Linked DNA regions of Mus musculus: region 1 is linked to region 2. A link is a contact called in public Hi-C data. All regions are on one chromosome and are shown on one strand. Each heading gives the region's core, a stretch centred on a gene start, on an enhancer-like site or on the middle of the called end of the contact. The rest is flanking DNA. Distances are from core to core; before and after follow the strand shown. Region 1 overlaps Kctd21 (potassium channel tetramerisation domain containing 21). Region 2 overlaps Gab2 (growth factor receptor bound protein 2-associated protein 2).

Region 1 (3,027 bases), core at 305-2,804, 160 kb after region 2:
GACCACCATGCCCAGTGAGAAGAGAGTTCTTAACATAGGAATTTGGGCAGAGCCTCACAGATAAACTGGCTCTTAGTTCAGGCCTTAAACGTTGACAGTAGAAAAGATGGAGGGTGAAAAGGGTGTGGGTAGCAGGCAGGGCAGGTGGGTGCGGTGAATGGCAGAGCCCAGAATGTAGAGAGCGGTGGGTTGTGGGGAGAGTGGACAGACAAAGTGGTTTAGACAGGGAACAACGCTTCAGGAAAGTCTGGCCTAAGAACCAGAAGAGAACAAACAAAAGGTAAAGCCAAGGGAAGATGGAGAGTGTAGACGAGGGAGCAGGCCTGAGGCTGAGTTCCTACAGTGCTTACAGAAATGGCTTCAAGACACATTGTAGTTCTGAAGAATCTAGGCAGCCTCCCAGGTCTTGACCTCAGCAGCTGATAGCCAAGAAGAATTCATAGTGGGTCTGGAGCAGATCCCATAGAGGGTTCCCAATGTTAGAGCAAGAAGCCTGCCTTCTTAAGTCTACCTCAGCTCCTACCAACTAAAACTGTTGCCTTCCCCAGACAAAGGACAGATAGTCCTGAAACCATACTCTGCTACTTTGTGCAAGCAGAGAAACAATGTTTAGGCACCACCAGTAAATCTCCAGGAAAGCCTGGAGTCTCCCGGCCCTCTCCACCCCTACACTTCTGCACTAACACCTGGAGGTGCTGATACAGTCTTTGGACCACAGAGGACCACAGAGGGCTGTCTGGAGTCCAGCCCCTCTGATCCTTGAGCCTGCGGAACTAAATTACTTCCCAAAGCCTAGGCTTGAAGTGCAGTATTTTAGAAAGGCTGGGTTGGGGGAGAGGGTGACATTTCTCAAGGATAAGAGCACTAAAATATGCAGGTTGTTGTCTGAAAAGAAAAAGAGTTCAGAAATGGGGAAGGTGAGAGAGAAGATTCTAGATTAGTTCATAAGAGTAAAGGTGACCCAGTCCTGGGTCCTGCCTGTGCCTGACTCAACTGTGAGGCCAAGCACCCTTCCCAGCCGCGGTTCCCAAAGGATGGCCTCCGCCCCTTCCCCCTACCCCCTTCCGCGGCTGCTTGCCCACCCAGCTCTGTTGGGCCTCCCTAGTGTCTCACAGCCCATCTGTTCCACGCTTCTGCCAAGAGTTTTGTAACTTCACCGTGGGCTGGTTGCTCTTCAGACACTCCAGATGGTTCATGCTTTTCTGCAGAATCAGAACGCCCCATTAGACTGAGGAGGACTTGAAAGGGGACATTCCCCCACCCAGATGCACAAAGCATCTAAGCCTCTTGGTCCATCCTGGCTCCATCTCTGGAGAGAAAGAGGGTCTCAAGTATATACCCTCTTCAAATAGAGATATACAGAGAAGTGTTTTCTGCCCCTGCTATCCCATCCCCACACCTCCACGGACCCATTTCCCAGTCTGGGCAGTAAGCCAGTTTAGCAGGATGTTCCCTGCTGTGCCAGGATTCACACACACACACACACACAGCTCTTTGTGCATCTGTCTTGTCATCGCACCTTCACTGTCTCCTGGCTGCCCTCCCCCTACTCCCACCAGCATAGGTTCTTCCTTAGGGCAGATCTGAGGCTTATTGCCTTGTTTCCCTAGCTCCACTGCCAGGGTAATGTTGCTGAGCTCAGTCTACAGGTTTCCTGTAGAAGCTGAAAGGGAGGGTATACATACTCTCTAGAGAGCTCATGCTCTCTACAACCTTAAAAAGATTTTAGATGCACGGCTTCCAGTTAAAGGAAACTAACGCCCTAGATGCTGGAGGCTATAAGGCAGTGAGAAGTATTTTTACCATCTTTCAAAAATATTTTCTTTATTTTTATTGTATATGTGTGAATATTCTGCCTGCATGTATGTCTGTGCAGCACATGCAGGTCAGCAGAGCCCTCAGAGGCTACAAGAGGGTATTAGATCCTCTGGGACTGGAGTTTCAGGCAGTTAGCCCCAATGAGATTACTGAGAATTGAGCCCCAGTCCTCTGTAAGAGCAATAAATACGCTGACCACTGAGCCATCTTCAGTAAAGGGTAAAGCTCCTGCAGGAAGCAGCACTGCTCTGCGGTCAGCTTCAGATAGCTGAGGGGCGAGATGAGCATCTTCATGACAGAGTGGGTTGGTGTGCTGGGGGGAGGGGGGGCAGGGGGATGTCCAGAAAAGATTGTCATTTGGAGGCCAAAAACTAAGTGATCCGTGATCGTTCTGGTAGATAGGAAATGGCTCTAGTTACAACTGTTTGTAATTTGAAAGAGAAAAATAATTCTCTTCAGATCAGCACTGATGGGGAGAGAATACTGAGCCCATCATAAGGCATTGGTTAAGTACGTCAGAGAACATTCTCTAGCCAGGAACCTGAGTGTGAATCCTGCCAAAGCTCGCACTTCTCTCAGCCAGGAGTCCTGCCCCTCCCCCATCCTTGTCTGCAGTCAGAGTGGATAACGACTGTCTGTGTCAAAGGCGACAGGACTGTTACATATGCAAATTAATATTCACTTAAAAAATTCAAGGAGTTCTGTCTCAGACACACTTTCCTTTCTTCCACAGACCAGTGGCTCTCTGGCCTCAGTGAACATTTGAACTCACCAAGGAAGCTTTTCAAAGATTCCTCCGAGTGCTGAGCACACAGGCCGTGTGTGCAAGTGTGTGTGTCTTCCCTTGTGAGTTTAGCATGCTGTACACACCATGGCAGTTATCAGCCATTCCCCAGTCATTGGTACACGGTTCCCTCACTGAAGGCTTGATCTGTACTTAGGAGTTAAGGACTGTGACTATGTAGATATGGCTGGGTAATAATCTTTTTTGGGTTTTTTTTTTTTTTTTTTTGGTTTTTTTTTTTTTTTTTTTTTTTTTTTTTGGTTTTTCGAGACAGGGTTTCTCTGTATAGCCTTAGCTGTCCTGGAACTCACTTTGTAGACCAGGCTGACCTTGAACTCAGAAATCCGCCTACCTCTGCCATGAGTGCTGGGATTAAAGGCATGCGCCACCACGCCCGGCTAATAATCATTTCTTATTTTACCCGT
Region 2 (3,006 bases), core at 403-2,902:
AATTAATATAAGGTTTCTAAAGTCAGTCTTTCCTAAGTGCAGCTAATCATATAAGTAAATTATATTTATAGTACATCTTCTTTACATTGTGGAAAAGTTTCTAATTTTTATCATACTTGCTTCTGTCAAGAGCCATAACATCAATATTATGTTCTTTACTCTCTCTCTCTCTCTCTCTCTCTCTCTCTCTCTCTCTCTGTGTGTGTGTGTGTGTGTGTGTGTGTGTGTGTGTGTGTGTGTGTGTGTGTGTGGAGTGGAGTGAGTGGAGTGAAATGTATTTGTTTGGATACATGTAGAGGCCCAAAGTCAATATTAAGTATACTTCTTGATTCCAACAATATTTTTTAGATAGTCTCTTATTGAACCTGGGGATTCAGTGATTCAGCTAGTCTAGTTGGCCAGTGACCCCTAGTGATCTTCCTTTTCTGGAAAAGTTACAGACTTGTGCCATCATACCCAGCTTTTATATGGGTGCCAGGAGTCTGAACTCAGATTTTCATGCTTATAGCACAAGCACTTTACTGATCCAGCCAACTTTTCAGCCCCAAACATTCTAAAGCTTGAGGGTAAGTTAGAAAGGGATATCCATGAGGGAGAAAAATATAGAACAGAAACTACCATGTTTTCTCCCTAAATGTGTTACAATAAAGATTTTTATGTGTATGTCATTTTTTTCTTTTGAATTATTTCCTTAATACCAGTTGTTGGAAATAATAAATGTTGAGTAAAAGGAGAAGTGAACATCTTTAAAAATCTTGAAATAACTAGATTATTTTTCAAGCACAGTGTACCAACAGATAGCCTTGAACAACATGAAAGAATTTCTTTTTAAATCTCACTTTCCACTCCGGAAGTCATTAAATTCTTTTGCTGGTTATAGAAAAACAATCCTTCCCATTCCTCTTAGTTAATACTAGATCTTTTCCCATCTTATCTGCCGACAGCTCCTTCTGCAGGAGCATCCTGACCCTTGTAGACTGTCAGAAGTGAACTTCTGTGGCCCCTGGAGCATAGCATCTCTGTTGTGCATGAGTGGAGAGGGGAGGGATGGAGAGAAGGCATAACACAAACCATGCCATTGTTAGGGATGAGGTCGCTGGGATAATGCTGTGAGAAGGGATGAAAGAATGATTCTCCATTCTTGATTGTTGTGATTTCCAAGAATGAGACGGCAGCTCCCGCCCAGGGAGGAATGGATCTTCACTGCAACCAGATGCTTCTTTTCCCAGTGCTGCTTCCCATTATTTCTGAAAATGGGGTGGAGGACAGCACAGCAGCTGAGACAGATTAACTGCTATGCCAGTTTCCTTCCTTTGAGTGAAAGCCCTAGATCAGAAGCATTCACAATTAGAAAAAAAAAAAAAAAACTCTTTAGAAATAAGAGTATGGCTCAAGGTTCACAGAGTGTAGGAGCCAACCTTCTGGAGTTTGCACCCAACTCCTGCCTTTGTGTAAGCTGCTGAAGCACAAAGAGCTTTCTTTCTGATTTTCCATTGTTCCTACCTTCATTTGGTCTTTCTGTTGTTTCTGCGCTGTGGTAACAGCCATCTGCATTCCTTAATTTATCTTTGACTGCACTCTTGCCAACATGGTCTTTCTATCATTCATCTTATCATTCTGCTGTCTGTCTGAAGCAAGTTGTCTTTGGCTTATCTGCTGCCACTCCCCTCCTGCTGCTGTGTTAGTTCCCACTCTTGTGACCATAAGCCTCATAAGTGCTCTTTTAACCACCATACCTTTCAGGAACTACTTCCTTCCTAAGACTTCATGGCTGTCATACAAGTTCACACATGCCATTTGATAAGGAAATGGGGGCTCTGCAGATGGATCAAAGATGGCTTAATAATTTTTATCAGCATACAAATATAGTCTTACTTTCAGAAATTTAAAAAATGTATGGCGTGGCCTCTTCCCACCAGCAACTGCAGTGTAGTTGAAACAAGATACAACATTTTAATAGGCTCTTTACATTTTGGTTTTCTGTATATCATGTAATCCCTGACAACATTTGGTGAGTGACAAGAGAAACTTTATCTCATTTTTAGGATTAGGAGTCCAGAAAAACTGAGGGATTTGCCTAAGGTCACATAGCTAACCTGAGATCAAACTGGCATTTTTACCTAGGTGCTTAAAGAAGCAAGATGTTTAACCACTTCATCAACTGAATTAGTTCATCTGTAAATTAAGGTAGCAACTAGTCCCACCTCCTAATTGCCATGAGTGTTTAAAAACCAATACTGGGGAGTGTGGTGTAGTATTGACACATCACGGAAGTTCTCAGATGCCAGTGGTTATCTTCATATGTCATGTTTTTGTCACTGTAGTAACATACTTTCTGGGTATTATTTCTTTGGGGGAAAGTGTAGCAAGTACCAACATTGTGTTTCTTCCCTGGATTGCTGTGATATTAGTGACTGGCCTGCTTTACTTGGAAGTCCTGTGTCAAGTGCCTTAGTGATACCAGCCTGATTCTCAATGGTTCTTTTTAATACTGCCTCCCCTTCAAGCTTTATACATTTGTGGGTGAATTACATTGAACTTGATATACTTAAATCTTGAAGCCAAATAAGTCAGAAAATGCCTCAGATGAAAGTCCAAGCTCATGGTTTCAGGGCTTTTAGTCCATGCTTACTTACTGTTGACTTTGGGCCTTGTAGTGAGACAAAACAAAAGCATGGCATTTGTGGTTGAGCAGAGCTGTTCATAGTCTGGTGAGCAGGAAGCTAAAGAGAAAGAAGAAAAGATATAGACAAAATAAAACCCTTCAGGTATACACCCTGAGTGACCTACTTCTTCCAACCAGTCCCACCTCCTAAAGTTTCTACCACCTCTCATCAGCTCATTAATCTATGGGAACTCTCACAAAAGTACTTCACTATGTTTTTTTTAACACTGCTACATTGTGGACTAGTCTTCAACACATGAACTTTTGAGGGATATTTAAAATCCAAACCATAACTACTCATCTATCTAGGACTAGAATTTAGAAATTTATTGTATGTTGGA

The links. Hi-C and Micro-C count contacts between places; a contact is called where the count stands out from the background.
Region 1: a Hi-C map of the G1E-ER4 cell line shows a contact between it and region 2, with 5 times the contacts expected there. The contact joins two enhancer-like sites. A contact is called at or near these places in 1 of 484 Hi-C or Micro-C datasets (the G1E-ER4 cell line), 2 of 115 datasets of contacts at active chromatin or transcription factors (bone marrow-derived macrophages and embryonic stem cells) and 1 of 9 other capture datasets (adipose tissue).

What each region holds. Positions count from the first base shown.
Region 1 is chr7:97,344,262-97,347,288 of GRCm38.p6, forward strand. The region is part of intron 1 of Kctd21 (potassium channel tetramerisation domain containing 21); the gene reads left to right. Among named protein-coding and RNA genes, the nearest start is that of Kctd21, 13 kb to the left of the region's middle. Within about 2 kb of position 1,555, at least 50 of the 459 cell types and tissues checked have an H3K27ac peak or open chromatin away from gene starts, as enhancers often do. A contact at or near this core is called in the G1E-ER4 cell line, where this site is marked.
Region 2 is chr7:97,182,544-97,185,549 of GRCm38.p6, forward strand. The region is part of intron 1 of Gab2 (growth factor receptor bound protein 2-associated protein 2); the gene reads left to right. Among named protein-coding and RNA genes, the nearest start is that of Gab2, 100 kb to the left of the region's middle. Within about 2 kb of position 1,653, at least 39 of the 459 cell types and tissues checked have an H3K27ac peak or open chromatin away from gene starts, as enhancers often do. A contact at or near this core is called in the G1E-ER4 cell line, where this site is marked.